Regions from separate parts of the Xenopus laevis genome. Here region 2 is linked to region 1. A link is a contact called in public Hi-C data. All regions are on one chromosome and are shown on one strand. The core of a region is the stretch at or near the end of the contact, and the rest is flanking DNA. Distances in the headings are between cores, read along the strand shown.

Region 1 (3,136 bases), core at 130-2,629:
TCTGGTGTTCTTTTGGTTAGGAAAGATTTGCGAAACATTACACAAACCAACGTACATAAATGAACACAGACTATGCTTTTGTACTCTGGATGTCTTGTACTCTGGATGTTTTGGAACATTGGATTGATTGAACTACTTATCTCAAAGGACTTGATATTTTGGATAATGAGAATGGACACAATGTTACTTTAGGGTGGTGGCACACAGGGAGATTTAGTCGCCTGGGATAAATCTTTGCTACTGCGGGCGAAGTGCCTTCCCACCAGCAATAATGTGAATAGCTGGTGGGATGGCATACGTGTGGCTTCGGTTTTCCAAAGTCGCCCAAAGTTTCCTTATGCGGCAACTTCTGAAAACTGAAGTGACGCTTATGCCATGAATATGAATCACCGACGGGAAGTAAGTTTGGGGATATTAATCGCCCGCAGAAGCAAAGATTTATCGCAGGGGACTAAATCTCCCTTTGTGCCACCACCCTGGAGGATTATTTGTGGTTACAATGGTATAAATTTCCCAGAATACCCTTGTCTACTCACACTTGATAAAGGGCCCAGCCCTAAACACATAGCGTGCTGTCACTTCTGCAATAAATCCACATTTGCAGTTTAAATTACTGCCTTTAAGCTGTCTGGTGATTTTTTTCTGAATTGATATGGATATTGGTGGTACACAGACCCTGCAATCAGCAGCTGGACTTTTTTTCAGAAATTTAGGCCGAGACTAGGCGCTAACCCTTTATTTTGTGCTTTCATATGTGGAATAATGGTTCATGGGACCTGCAATGTAAGGGGATGTTAATGAGGAAGGGTGTTGTGATCAGGACAAATATTCTCATAAAGACCAATCATGATCACCCCCTCTGTTTCCTACACTGTAATGCTTCTCAACATTTTATCTTGCTGGTGCTGATCAACATTCCTACAGTAGGTTCGTCATCAGGGGGTGGTCTGTCGGCCCTGCGCTATCTACTTACAGCACAGTACATTTGTGCTTACAGGAGTTCCCTTTATTTACTCTCTTTGCACATATACAGTATATCCTGCTTAGCAGGTTCTTCTTGCCGTGATGGACAAAGCTCAGCTTCAGAATATTGTTACTGCAATTCCCTGGGGGCAGGCCTATACTGAATGTGTTCCACTGGGTCATGTCAGTACTTGCCATATGCAATAGATTTTTTTAGGAAACCCTAGAAATAACATGAACTAAAGAAGAATTGTCGGGGAGTGGGGTGTTGTCCAACATGACGTCTGGTCCCCTCAAACATGATTGTTGTTTGTACTTGAGAATGACAAGTACACTTGGCACAGCACATCAGCATTCAAACTAACAGGCAGCGTTCTAAGCTGTGCCTAACTGGGAGCTCCACAAATAATGGGGCCCTATATAGTTCTACCACCTGTACCCCACTGATGGCTGCCCTGGCTGCAGACTGAGGCAGCTGTACCAAGACAGGAATCAAAAAAGTGAGAAATTGCAAACTGCTTTGTCCAGCACATTCTGCACTTATAGTATGGGGTAATATGCAAGGAATTGCATATGGACACCCTGTCTCCTTTGGAGCACATATGTAAGCAAGGCAAATCAATAGCCCTTTACTTACTGCTTACTCATGGCAGGCCATAGTACGGGGCTCTCTAGCAGTTTTTTTCCCATCCATAAAGAATGCTTGCATGTACTTATTTTAAACAAGATCTGAGATTAAAAGAAAACTGTACCCTTCAAACAATGTAGGTCTCTATAAAAAGATATCACATAAAACAGCTCATATGTAAAACCCTGCTTCATGTAAATAAACCATTTCCATAATAATATACTTTTCTAGTAGTATGTGCCATTGGGTAATCATAAATGAAAAATTGCCATTTTAAAAAATAAGGGCCGCCTCCTGGGATTGTATGATTCACGGTGCACACACACAAACCAAACAACCCATACATGTTAGGTCACATGAGCCAATTAACAGACAGAGTTGTGTCTTTTGCTTCCACACTTCTTCCTGTTACAGTTAGAGTTGTAGTATTTCTGGTCAGGTGATCTCTGAGGCAGCACACAGACCATCACAAAATGGTGGTTCAAGGCAAGCAATGTAAAAGGGCGATATTTACTTAAATATATTAATTTTGATAAGATTCTTTAAAATGCCACTTAACTTGATATAAACTATCTGTTGTTCAAGTATTCATTTTGGGGGTATAGTTTTCCTTTAAGCAGGAGCTGAGGTGGATTGCCAGAACCATTATGCATGTGTGTGTCAAAGTGCAGTGTCAGTGATTACTGCAGGAAGGTACTCTGGAGGTAACACTATTATTGTATATAACTAGACCTCTAAGTACCTTGTGTGATTGAGAAATTATATTAATCTAGATGTCTGACTGGCAGCACACCATCTATTGACGTACCACTCCCAGCATCTCCTAGATAGTACCTCCCCAACATTTATTGAAAATACATATCTGTTATGATTCTTCCCTATTGATGACTTTGACAGCTGTACAAGTAAAATGCTGGGCTCGTGGCAACCTTACTCATAGGCAGACAAATGCTGAAAGTTGCAGCAGCTGCAGGTTGGGCATCCCCAGTGCATATATCAATTATAGCTAACACTGTGTAAACAATATATTATACTATTTTGTGTTTTTATATATGTTTTGTCTCCAAGGGGCCCCTGAGAGCAAGATTGGGATTCAAACAGGCCCTGACATTGAAGGTACACAGAGGCCCAAACAGCTACCACCAGCCCACTAATAATGTATGGCATCTTACAGCAGCCCCGCTTGCATTTGCCAGACACAGATTGCCACTTGCCAGTTTTGGACTGCTGGTGAGGATGCCTATGTGCCTCACCCAACCCTCCTCACAATCATGAATACAGCACTGCCAAACACAGGTAGGGCTGTATTCATCAGGGCAACACAGATTTTGGTGCTCTGCAGTAGCGTAACTAGAGAGGGACGGGCCCTGGTGTGTGACGCGCAGCCGGGCCCCGCCCCCCTCCGTATGGCCGGCATTTGTTAGTGGCGCACGGCTGCCGGGGGGGGCCCTGAGGGGGTGCGGGCCCTGGCCCACTCGCACCCCCTGCTCAACCGGTAGTTCCGCCACTGGTGCTCTGTTTTTGCAATATTTCAAAGGACAGCGC
Region 2 (3,140 bases), core at 548-3,047, 99 kb before region 1:
AGGGCAACAGCAAAATTATAAATGTATCACAAAGCTTCCTAACACTGTTTGATTAGACTCAAACTGGAAACCTAGGCTGATATAATATACCAAATATATATATGGTACATTTAGAAGTGGAGCCAACTGTAGGCCAAATGCAACCCTCCAAAAGAATCTGTATGCCCCCAACCCTGCTAAGGACTTTTCTGTATAACAGTTTTTTTAGACTCCAACTCCCAGCTGTCTGGTATTTTATTATATCAGCCCATTATAGGGGAATGGTTGGTTAGCACTGGTGTAGACCTATAATTTTTACATTTATTATCTATATAAAGTAACATCTCATCAGACTAAACTGTTTTTTTTTAAAAAATTTTTATTTCCACTTCACTGAAAGTCTGTAACATTGTCCTAAAAAAAAACACAAGTAGTGACTGCATAAGATACAAGGGTATAATGGCATGTGTACAATGTAAAACTGCTCTTGTATACTATGTAGGAGTTGCAGGACAAAAAATGATAATTGTTGGATGAATCAGATCAGATACCCTCTGGATCAATACCCACAGAAGGGATATTACTGAGCTGTCTGTAGTCAGTGGGGCTCATTTATAAACACAAATTATATATATATATATATATATATATATATATATATATATATATATATATATATATATATATATATATATATATATATATAATTTGTATTTAGATAGATCTATGCCTTGTTATAGGGCATTCAGGGGCTTGTCCATTTATTGGTTGAAATGGGTGCCTGGAACTGCAACATTGGAAGGTTTCACTTTAATTTTAACACCGCCTCCCTTTCCTTTATACTGTTCTTATATATCATTCTTATAAGTCTCCCTTTCACTGGGGCTCATTTTTACACCTCCCAACTGTCCCTTTTTTGGCGGGACAGTCCCTCTTTTGACAGCTCAACCCGCAGTCCCTCATTTGTATGGGAAAGTCCCTCTTTTCTCTGCACTGAACAGCCAGAAAAAGAAACAAAGTTTCTCACTTAATTGGCTTTTAGCAGAGAGCCCAGAACAGCTAACAGGTGCAAATAAGATACTTTGTAACAATTTTGAGACACAAAAACACAGTTTAGATAAGGAGAAATATTTTCAAACTTTCATAACCTGCCAAATTTTGTAAAACAAACATGGTAATTAGGGGGTGTGGCCACAGAAAGGGGTGTGGTCAAAAAAATTGCTGCGCTACTTGCGGGAAAAAATTTTTTGTCCCTCTTTTTACTTCCAAAATGTTGGGAGGTATGATATATATATATATTCCTCTCAGGATCCCATGGGCAGCCAATAATAATACAATACAATGTCTTTAGTCCTTCCCCCCTCCAAACCCCATTATTATATCAATAATAAAAGCGAAAAAGCTTACATTTATATACTTGTAAGAACATGTTCATATAACAGACCACCCCGAGTATTTCGTTCTGGGAAAAGGATCATCCGCCCTGTAAGTAACACCCGAGCAGAGAACAGGAAAGTAACGCGCACTCTATAAAAGTAATTCACTGGGGAAGAGTCATAACCTTCTGGTGCCCATCACACAGTGTTATGCCCAAATAGTGACCTCATCACTTGGGGACAGGAAGACGGTGTCATTAAAAGGACCCAAGGCTGCCCCGCACAATGCCTGATTAAAAAGACACCTGTTTAAGGTGGAATTAAAAACGTCTATGTAAAACTCACTTTGGCCGGTGTTGGCTGTTGACTGACCCGGCGGCGGCGGTGGCGGCAATGCCACAAGGATACAGAGATGACACACAACGATGTTCTACTTCCCGCCGCCGCTGAGCAAGTGGGAAGAGGCGTCAGCTGTGAAGCCAAATGACAGACGCATTAGGGGAGGGGCCGTAGCTGCCTGTGGTCTGATCTAACAGCCAATGAGCGTTCACAGCAAGTGTCTCGTCATTCCAGTTGCCGTAGCAACGCAAGGTAAAGGCTTGTAGGAGAACGCACGATCTCTCCTCACTGACTGAGAGCCAATGAGTACAGCGGATGGGTAACTAGGGAGCCAATGAGTGCAGCGGATGGGTAACTAGGGGATGCGGAGGGAGAGGTGAGAGAGATGATGGAGACTATGGCCCGATCCCCGAGCTCAGCTCATAGGCCGGGACTTCATGGGAAAGTGGCAGCTGGTGGGACGGACATTGTTCAGTGATACTGCCCTGTTCCCTTTCATATTAAACGGTGGAAAGTTTTTTTTTTCCCATACAATGTTTTTACATTCCATTTAAAGGGGAACTCCAGCCAAAAACTGATATTTTATGTGGCACAAGTGACAGAAAATATAATTCTAACCAACTTTCCACTATGCATCAATTAAACATTTCTCATAGGGTTTTGTATCTTTAATTAGTGTTTTTTTTTCCCCCCAAACAGTTCGATTCTTGTAAGGCCTGTTCCGGTCTGAACTTTCTGTTCTGTTTTCAAACATATGAAATAATCTGGCCAATACTGTACATGAGAAGCATTTAAATACTAAGATACTCATCTTTCTTATTAATACAGATACAAAAAAAAAAGCAAATCAATCAAAAATAAGAAAGTTTTTTTTCTCTAAATTAGCATTGCTGTATTTCAGAGCTTTCTGGATAACTGCCACCTTTTTTGGAAAAAAGTACCGGCCTTACTATATATTTATATTTTTTCCCTATTAATTAATATTGGGGTCAAGTATCATTTTAAGCGTCTAACACCGATAATAAAAGAGGAGTCGATGGCGGAGCTCTCCCCACTCCTTCCTTTCTCCCTCGTCCACTGCAGCTATCGCGGGATCTCGGTAACTCTCAACCGAGTGCAACAATGCATCCAACCAAATATCCGCTGGCAGCGCAGGTAGACATATCCACGGGAGGCGCCCCCTGTGGATATGTCTACCTGCGCTGCCAGCGGATATTTGGTTGGATGCATTCAAGTATCATTTTTACCGGTCAGGCCGGTAAAATACTGGCCAGGTGGAAACCCTAGTCCCAGTGTCTCTGTACGTCTGACACAGAATAGCAGTAACATTGGCAGAGCCGGGCCAACCCGGCCAGGCGCCCTAGGCAACCTGGCGGGCCACGGCGCCGGCTCAGCGCATGTGAAACTGTGCATGTGCGAAACTGCGCTCCAGCTCGCATTCTCAAA

The links. Hi-C and Micro-C count contacts between places; a contact is called where the count stands out from the background.
Region 2: a Hi-C map of the XTC cell line shows a contact between it and region 1, with 3 times the contacts expected there. The contact joins the promoter of hmgcr.L here to the enhancer-like site in region 1. A contact is called at or near these places in 2 of 4 Hi-C or Micro-C datasets (the XTC cell line and animal cap).

What each region holds. Positions count from the first base shown.
Region 1 is chr1L:200,459,069-200,462,204 of Xenopus_laevis_v10.1, reverse strand. No RefSeq gene overlaps it. Among protein-coding and RNA genes, the nearest start is that of fam169a.L, 4.1 kb to the right of the region's middle. Within about 2 kb of position 1,379, at least 1 of the 7 cell types and tissues checked has an H3K27ac peak or open chromatin away from gene starts, as enhancers often do.
Region 2 is chr1L:200,558,066-200,561,205 of Xenopus_laevis_v10.1, reverse strand. It overlaps hmgcr.L (3-hydroxy-3-methylglutaryl-CoA reductase L homeolog), which reads right to left and starts at 1,797. Exons shown (of 22, transcript NM_001087811.1): 1 at 1,701-1,797.